Regions from separate parts of the Mus musculus genome. Here regions 1 and 2 are each linked to region 3. The links are chromatin contacts, called in public HiChIP or PLAC-seq and promoter capture Hi-C maps. All regions are on one chromosome and are shown on one strand. The core of a region is the stretch at or near the end of the contact, and the rest is flanking DNA. Distances in the headings are between cores, read along the strand shown. Region 1 overlaps Frmd4a (FERM domain containing 4A). Region 2 overlaps Frmd4a (FERM domain containing 4A). Region 3 holds the start of Fam171a1 (family with sequence similarity 171, member A1).

Region 1 (2,985 bases), core at 72-2,571, 1.4 Mb after region 3:
ATCTTAAATAAATATTTATATGAAAACATTTGTGGGAGAGAAGGCATGTAAATTTAAAATTTACAAATTTAAGGGGGCCATTTCTAACAGGTTGAGGATCAAGGCCTGCCAAGTTCAGATTTAGTCTTCCCTTCTCTATAGGGAATAAAACCGGGGGAGGGGGGGTGGGCGCAAAGGTCAGTTGTGTAGCTTGAGTACTTTCCTAGTGTGCTGAGGACCATGGGCTTGTGCAGCACCACAAAGAGAAACCCAAACAAACAAATAGCATAAATGAAATTTTCATTTATCCAACTGGCATCCATTTAGAGAGTCTTTCCTTATATTTTATTTCTTAAATACTTATAGTGTTAATTTAATTCCCAAATTTTAATATCTAAGTTAACAGCTAGTAGAAGACAAAGGATCCTCTCTTAAAAACCAAACACTAAATAACTTCAGCCAAAATAAGCAGTCGGCAGACCACAAGCTGAGGCAATGATTGTTATTGCAACTAACATTTGTCTCCTGTCCCCAGTTTTATGAATTGCCCCTCAGATGGTATAACTGAATATCCATATTGTTTAGGAATGTTTAGACGTTAGCCATTATTGCACACGTAGTTAGAATGTATTTCACATGCCAGTTAAGAAAATGAGGGGTTCACACAGATCGTTTCACCACATGACCCCTTGAAGTTTGTTAAGAATTTACATTCCATCTCTTCCACAAATGCTTGCACATAAGAGTTTTGCTTAAGTTTTAGAGGGATTGCATGCACTCTGGGACCACAGTCATGTTTAAGAACACAAAGGCAGTCACTTGAGGATTATTTCTTTCAGCTTCTTGTATCACATGTGTGTGCATGTGTGTATGTATCTCCTTTGAGTCAGGTCTTATTGGCCTGGAGCTAACCAGTTAGGCAAGTATGGAGAGCTAGGAATCCCCAGGGATCCAACTATTTCAGGCTCCCAAAAACAGGGCTTTCAAAAGCAGCCCATCACACCTATTTCCTCCTCTTCCTCCTCCTGCTCCTCCTCCTGCTCCTCCTCCTGCTCCTGCTCCTCCACCACCTTCTCCTTTTACTTTCTATTACTTCTTTGTGAATTTCACATCATGCATCTCAGTCCTACTCATCCCCCCCCCCCCGTGCTCCTCCATATCTGCCCTCCCCCTTGCAACCCTCCCCCAAAGAAAACAAAACAAAATCTCAACAACAAAAAAAAAAAGTGCGGAGTGTCATGGTGTGTCACCATGTGTCACACAGTATACCCTTTGTCCACACATCTTCACTTGTGACTGTTCATTGCGGTGAGTCACTGGTCTGGTTCGAGACCTCTGACTTACTTCTATGACTATCAATACTGGATCCTCGCCAGGACTCCTCTCAGGACATCCTGTTATTGCCCTGTGTCATGGATCAGCCCCTTCAGAAGTTCATAGATGGAGTAGATGTTGGGGTGGGTCAACTCAAAGCCCTGGATCTGGGCTTCGGGATAGCTGAGTTGGCCAGCCCACCAGCTCTCCTGTTCTCATACCCTCATGGATCTGGGCTTGGGGGTAGCTGAGCTGGTCAGCCCACCAGCTCTCCTGTTCTCATACCCTCATGGATCTGGGCTTGTGGGTAGCTGAGTTGGCCAGCCCACCAGCTCTCCTGTTCTCATACCCTCATGGATCTGGGCTTGGGGGTAGCTGAGCTAGCCAGCCCACCAGCTCTCCTGTTCTCACACCCTCAGGGCCAGCTCCTCTGAGGTACCCACACACCTACCTTCTTATGTGGATGTTTGTGTGGCAAGCATTTTATCGATTAAGCCATCTCCTAGTGCCTACGTTGCAATTAATTGACTTGCTTGATACAGGCCCAGGAGTCCAATTTACCTAAATAATGAATGTCTTGTTGGCAATTCACCTGTGACATACTGCCACACATGCTGGTTCATAAAGTGTGCCCTAGCCTTCCCTGTTCTATGTCCTTTCTTACACAGAGCACATGGCATTGGCTGAGGCATCCACAAAGAGTCTAGTTGAAGCCACAAGTTTATCTAGCATTTAAAAACCATCGGAGTTCAAAAGCAATTTCTTATCTTGGGAGTGAGACCCAGCAGCATTAGGTCTGGGAACATAATTTACTTAAACTGGGCTCAGGGGTTCCGCTCATTAACTCCTAGACAGCAAGACAGAGAGAGTGAGTGGCTGTAGCCTACCATGCCTGGGCTGTCATACTTGCTTCTGGGAACTTGACATTTAGTGGTCTTGACAGCCTCTGAGCCGAGCACTCCACTGTCACATACCACGGCAAACAACAGCACCTTATGTCGAGTGACCAGAAATGCGTTGGAGCGTAACTTTAGATGTGTGTAGCTCACACAGATGAGGAAGGACGGTGCTGCTCGGGAAGGCACTCAGTGTGAATGACGAGCCTGGCTCTTAGACTGGGTGAGCAGGATGGATGCCTCCAGAGGACCTCATACCCGGGGCAGGAGCATCGGCTGTGCCTGATGACAGTCACTAAATCTATAAGAAAATGGGTCTCAGAGCAGCGGGGAAAGCTCAGTGGATCAAGTGCTTGCTCAGCCAGCGTGAGAACCAAAATTGACATCCCCAGAACCCAAATGAAAGCTCTACAGGCGTGAGGACTCGCTTTATGCCCCACCCTTAGGAGGCAGAGACAGGGGAAGCTGACTACCGTGACTAGCTGGAATCAGCCAGCCCTGACTCTGTTTCAATAAAGCAGAAGGTCTTCCAGAAGGACATCAACTTTTAGCATGTAATATACACACATGAATGTGTATCCATACACGTGTGAGCTCAAGCGCAGGCATGAGAATACATACACACAGAGAATATGGATCATTGACAGCCTCCGAGCCACACTCCACTGTCACAAACCACAGCAAACAACAGCACCTTATGTTGAGTGACCAGAAACGCACTGGAGTGTATGTCCACACAAGTGGACATACTGTAAAATTAATACGCTTGTTTTCTTACAACAACAAAATTGTTTAG
Region 2 (2,893 bases), core at 253-2,752, 1.4 Mb after region 3:
GTGAAGAGCAGACAGAATGGGATGTGCACACACTCGCTTGCCTGCCTGTGCTCAGCTCAGCTTTCTATCCTCTAATATCACAGTTTGGGGCCCCTGTCTAGGGAATGATACCGCCAACAGTGGACTGGGCCTTCCCATGTCAGTTAACTTAGTTAAGACCCTCATCCACAGACCACAGACCTAGCCTAGACAATCCCTCACTGAGACTCTCTTCCCAGGTGACTCTAGATTCTGCCAGGTTGACAATTAAAGCTATCCATCATACATTCATCCTATGAAACTCACATGAAGCACAGGCTTGGACTTTTATGTGAGAGGCCTGGATCCTCACAGCTCTCCCATGAGGAAGATGAGGCACAGGGAGACTTCCATATCTAACGGGCAGAAAGTTACTCATTTGGTTCAGGGGAGCCCAACTGCAATCGCCAGGTCACTCTCTTTGCAGAGTATACCCAGAGAACTTCAAATGTGAGCATGTCTCTGGTAAAGTGGGCACTAAATACTATTGGAAAATTCCAAGGAGAACTCATGGCTTATGAGTTTCCTATTTCAGTAGATCCCGTTTTGAAGCACTGTAGTGGCTCACCAAACTTCAAAGCAGGTGGGCTGAGATGGGGAGCAACTGCCGCTTTCTCTTGGGGAAGTTCTTTGCTGGATTGCATGGGATAATTCCACCATTCAGAATGGTGGAGGGCCTGGTAGACATCAGGTTCCCCTCTGCAGAAAGACTTCACTTGGTGGTAACTGATGAACCAGGACATAGACTGGGCTCAAACCCAGAGCACACAGACAACAGTCCTTTAAGTCTTGCTGACTGGTGGGAAAAGACATTAATTGTAGATCCAGGTTTTAAATTCCTTCCTTCCACTAATCCTTAATTTTCTTATTATACAGTGGAAAGCATGATAGTATCCAGATACCTTACAAACTATAGGAGCACCTGGTGGGTTTGTTGGTTTTATTGAATGGGTAAGCCCTGATTGAGAGAGAGAGAGAGAGAGAGAGAGAGAGAGAGAGAGAGAGAGAGAGAGAAATAAAGAACAAAACTGAGCACTGTCCACCAGGTGGCAGACTTGAGCTAAAATACATGGCTAGAAATCAGTGAGCTTTTGAAAGGGCACTCATACCACTTCCTGCTGGGTGTCCATGTATAAAGGGGAAGGAAGCTGTTTCCTGGAGTTGCTCGGTTTCTCTTGTTCATACCTGCTGAGCTTGTAGAAACCAAGAAAATTAAATTCTCAGAAGCAAATACTACAGATTTCCCAAGAGCAGGTGCAAGCAGCCTCTAAAACTGGCCTCATTTAAAGTCCAGATGGACTTTGAATGGAGCAATGGTCCTCTAAAGTTTGTGTAGACAGAATAACATCTCAGGACCACTGCTTAACCTCCGTCATCCAAATATTTTCCTTAGTAAGCACACAGATTTCACTAACAGGGTTATGTGTTCATGGTGAGCCTTCTGAAATTTTGCCAAGGAGGAGGCTGATGTTCGTAAGAACTATGAGTGACCAGACTGCAGTGCCCTATCAGCCATGTCCAACAGCGTGGGACAGAAACAGACGTCCACACGGTTGTAGATATTTAGGTTTTTCTGTGGCCGACATGAACTAAATATGAATGTTTGCCTCAGTGTCTTCAAGCTTCATTTTTCCTTTTTGACTAAACGCCGACATTGCAAGCCCATCCCACGTCTGGGAAACTCCTAAGACTTAGCACTGTGCCACACACTTAGCACTGTGCCACGCACTTAGCACTGTGCCACGCACTTGATCAAGTTACTTGGATTCCGATACCCTTTTCTTGGCTACAATTTTCTGTGCCACCCACATGTCCCAGCTGTACACTGAGACATTATCCCAGAAGGCAGGGTGATGTGCACATAAATATTGACTTCACCAGGAGTTCAGTATCGGACCACTTGCTATTTTTTTGGTGCCTGACTGACGGTGTTTTTCTTTGCACTTGCCTGCTTGCACTTTGCAGACTCCAGGTTGAGCATAGGGCCTTACCCGCTTTAGGCGAGTACTCTACCGCTAAGCTATATCTTGGGCTCTCTTTTTACTGTTTTTTTTAAAAAAAAAAACACACCAAGTTATCCAGGCTAGCCTTAAACTCACCATATAGTCCATGCTATCCTTGAACTAAAATTTTTCTGCCTTGGCCCCCTGAAGAGCTGGAATTTCAGACCTGCACCACCATACCCAACTCCTACGGTGTTTTAGAACTACGCTGTTGAAGTAAAATAAGCTATTTACCATGCCTCTTTGCAGACCTACTTCCATTTATATTTTAAAATATTAAGTTGTATTTTTGATACTGAGCAGAGCAGCTGAGAGGAGACTCCGCAGTTAAGAACACTTGTCATTCTTACAGAGGACCCAGGTTTGGTTTCCATCAACCACATAGTGGCTCACAGTTGTCTGTAACTCCTGTCTTAGGAGACCTCATGTACCTTGGTCACCAGGTACTCACATGCCATATATAGATGCATGCAGACAAAACACATATACAAAATAAAAACAAATTAGAAAACATCTTTTAAAAAATTATTTAAAGAAGTCAGGGACTGGGTTTAATCAGAACTAGGAGTGTGTAGTGACTAGTGAGAGGCCCTGTTTAATCCCCAACACAACACAAAGTGTGTGTGTGTGTGTGTGTGTGTGTGTGTGTGTGTTGTTATTATTAAAGTAATAGGAAACAGCTTAAGGGGCAACGAGAGGTCCAATGGTGGCTCAGCAGTCATAGTGCTCGTCTCCAAACCTGGAAACTGAGTTTGACCTCCCAGGACACACATGGCAGAAGCAGGGACCAACCTCCCACAGGGTGTCCTCCGACAGCCATCCCTGTTCACACGTACACAAGCACAGACACTGTCCTAAACCATGGAGGTCAA
Region 3 (2,700 bases), core at 58-2,557:
TGACCCCTAACCATAACAATATTTTCATTGCTACTTCATAATTGTCATTTTGCTAATTATGAATCATAATGTAGAATCTCCAATGGTCTTGAGTGTTCCCTGTGAAAGGTTTGTTCAATCCTCAAAGGGGTCATGCATGACCCACAAGTTGATACCCTCTGCCATGGGTCAACCTAGTCTACTCTCCCCTCACTCCACCCCAACCCTTGATCCTTCCTTTCCAGGTGATTCTAGATTCAAGTTGGCTAATCAAACTAGCCACCCCAACCACAGCCCAGCTGTGTGCTTGGGATCAGGTTCCTTAGCTTTCTCTAGCTTCCATGTTCTCCTATGAAAATAGAATGTCTCTTTCTTTGTTGTGCTTAGACAGGGTCTCACTGTGTCTCAGCCTAACCTTGGATGTGAGAGCCTCTTGAGTACTGGAATCACAAGCATATAACACTATGCCAAACCATGTAGGTTGTGACAAAGTTTCTCTCAGATACTAGGCTTCCCATCTCCTGGGTCTACCTGTCCACTTCTTGTAAAATAGCAAGCCTGCTTGTCCATCCTGGATATCTAAACACGTTAGATATCTGGCCAGAGTGGCCGTGCTTCACTCCTGACCTGCCTTCAGTAAGAATCTTCCTAGGTAACTTTAGCTAGAGCCCTATCCCCAGTGCTTCATCTTGGTAATTTTCAACATAGGACACGCGCGCACGCACACACACTCACAGCTCCTTCGTTATAAATGGTTGTTTGTCTCTGCTGAGTCCCAAGTTGAGCAAAATCTATCTCCCCTGCTATAAAATTCCATTGTTAACCGTCCCCATTGCAATGCTCCTGCATAGTCTTTGCTGTTGTGTTTTAACATGCCATTGGATTTTTTTTCTTTAATAAATAGAGGTGGGGATGGGGAGAAATCACCCAGGGCCTCTTATCACTGAAAACCTCCTTACCCTTCCCTTCCAATGCTATACAAGGAGGTGGTGTTGGGCCTCCTGCAGCCAGCCTTAGGTATTGTTACACTTGACCTATAAGTCTGGCTGTCAAATCTACCCTGGGGGAAGTCAGAGGATAGTGGCTTGGACAGCTTCAGGATGAGAGGTCACACCCTAGACTCAAATGCTTCCTGCGGACCCTTAGGTAACCCAGCGTGACGTCGAAGGCCTCCTCTCTGCAGGAATAGCCAGGGGTTTGGAGGCGCCTGGGACTCCCGCAGAGCGGCGGCCGCCAGGTGGCACCACGGACCCAGGGCCCGTGCGCTCCCGCGGGCGTGGGGCGGGGCAGGAAGGGGTTAAGGCGCCGGCGGAGCGGCCGCGGCGGTCTGGGGAAGCCGGGCGCGGGGCTCGGAGGAGGGAGCGGCCGGCTGCGGGGCCCCGGCCAATCGGGCGGCTGGCCGGGCGCGCGGAGCCACAGCGCCATGGAGGGAGGCGCGGCGCCCGGCCGCCCGTGACCGAGCGTGGCGAGCCCGAGAGGCCCGCGGCGCCCGTGGCGCGGAGATGAGCAAGTCCGCTGCGCTGCTGCTCTGCCTGCTCGGCTGCCACGTTTGGAAGGCAGTCACCAAGACGCTGCAGGAGCCCGGCGCGGGAGCCCAAGGTCGGTGGGCGGTGGCGGGGCTGGAGGGGGACGCTTTTGTGTCGCGCCCGGGCCTGGCGCGGCCGCGGTGGCGGCTGGACCCCGGCCGCATTGTGGCGGAGGCCCAAGCAGCACGACCTGCATCGCGGTCCTGCAGTCCCCCACGTCGCGATACCCGGGGGGGCGGCTCCGCCCGGGGAACACGCTGGGCCCGCGGCGCATATGCTCCCCGGGGATCTGGGTGGCACCAGCTGCTCTGCCACCCAGGAGGCAGCCGCTGGTGACTCTTCGGCTTATATCCAAGGTGCTTTCTTTTATGCATGATTCGGACACACGGCTCCATTGCCCCCCCCCCCCCAACTCCCCCGCCGCGGGAGGGATAGACCTGGGTGGCTGGTTCTCCCCCACTCCCCCCCCCCCCCTTCCCTCTTTGGGATCCCTGGAGCTCTGGTCCTGGAGTTCCAGCGCAAGGGCTGTGCCCGGCCCTTTTGTTGTGGCGGGGAGGGGGCGGCCGCCGCCCCAGGGTGCCCCTTGCGCCCTGGCGACCCCAGGTCTGCCGCCGCAGTTTAGGAAAGTTTTGGTATCTTCTCTCCCGACCCCCTTATTCTACGTGATTCTCAGACCTTTAGGGATTTGTTGAGCAGCCACAGGGATCATCTTGAGAAGAGAGAAAACTGGAACTAGGAAACCCTAATCACTTAAAACCATTTCCATGTCTGTCTGTCGCCAGCTCCTGCCTTTTGTTTAATCTTTGGCCTCTTATAAATCTGCTTCCCATCTGTACAAGAATGGCCACCAAGAATGGCCACACGCTTTTTTTTTTTTTTTTTTTTTTTTATCTGAATCTATTTGAGAACAATCCTGGAGCTTTCTTGACATGATTTTGTCAAGACAAAGTCTAGTGCTTCTCTGTTGCCTTTTTCTGAGGAGCGACTAAAGCCAACCGATGAGCATGTGTTAATTCAGCCAGGGCATCTCCTGCCCAGGGTAAACTTGGTTAGGGAGGGGCCTTCACTGGTCTTATGTGAGCTCCTGCAGGCACTCAGACCCTTGGCAAGATTCTTGACAGAAAGGTGTGCCCTGCTAAGTTAGCCCTACACACATGAAGGAGTGCCCCATCCCAGTATCCTATCACAGGGCCCA

What was found. Promoter capture Hi-C pulls out the DNA fragments that hold promoters and counts their contacts. HiChIP or PLAC-seq counts read pairs in DNA pulled down with a chosen protein or histone mark.
Region 1: a contact with region 3 is called in an HNF4G HiChIP or PLAC-seq map of pancreatic cancer cells. The contact joins the enhancer-like site here to the promoter of Fam171a1 in region 3. A contact is called at or near these places in 3 of 39 promoter capture datasets (the 3T3-L1 cell line, liver and pre-B cells), 1 of 484 Hi-C or Micro-C datasets (pre-B cells) and 1 of 115 datasets of contacts at active chromatin or transcription factors (pancreatic cancer cells).
Region 2: a promoter capture Hi-C map of the HPC-7 cell line shows a contact between it and region 3, with 3 times the contacts expected there. The contact joins the enhancer-like site here to the promoter of Fam171a1 in region 3. A contact is called at or near these places in 2 of 39 promoter capture datasets (the HPC-7 cell line and embryonic stem cells) and 1 of 484 Hi-C or Micro-C datasets (B cells).

Annotation. Positions count from the first base shown.
Region 1 is chr2:4,479,055-4,482,039 of GRCm38.p6, forward strand. The region is part of intron 3 of Frmd4a (FERM domain containing 4A); the gene reads left to right. The region is part of intron 3 of Gm39751 (a long non-coding RNA gene); the gene reads right to left. Among named protein-coding and RNA genes, the nearest start is that of Gm39751, 33 kb to the right of the region's middle. Within about 2 kb of position 1,322, at least 57 of the 459 cell types and tissues checked have an H3K27ac peak or open chromatin away from gene starts, as enhancers often do. A contact at or near this core is called in pancreatic cancer cells, where this site is marked.
Region 2 is chr2:4,498,344-4,501,236 of GRCm38.p6, forward strand. All of the region lies in intron 5 of Frmd4a (FERM domain containing 4A), which reads left to right. The region is part of intron 3 of Gm39751 (a long non-coding RNA gene); the gene reads right to left. Among named protein-coding and RNA genes, the nearest start is that of Gm39751, 14 kb to the right of the region's middle. Within about 2 kb of position 1,503, at least 34 of the 459 cell types and tissues checked have an H3K27ac peak or open chromatin away from gene starts, as enhancers often do. A contact at or near this core is called in the HPC-7 cell line, where this site is marked.
Region 3 is chr2:3,117,075-3,119,774 of GRCm38.p6, forward strand. Fam171a1 (family with sequence similarity 171, member A1) reads left to right here and starts at 1,308. Exons shown (of 8, transcript NM_001081161.2): 1 at 1,308-1,578. The coding sequence starts at 1,482.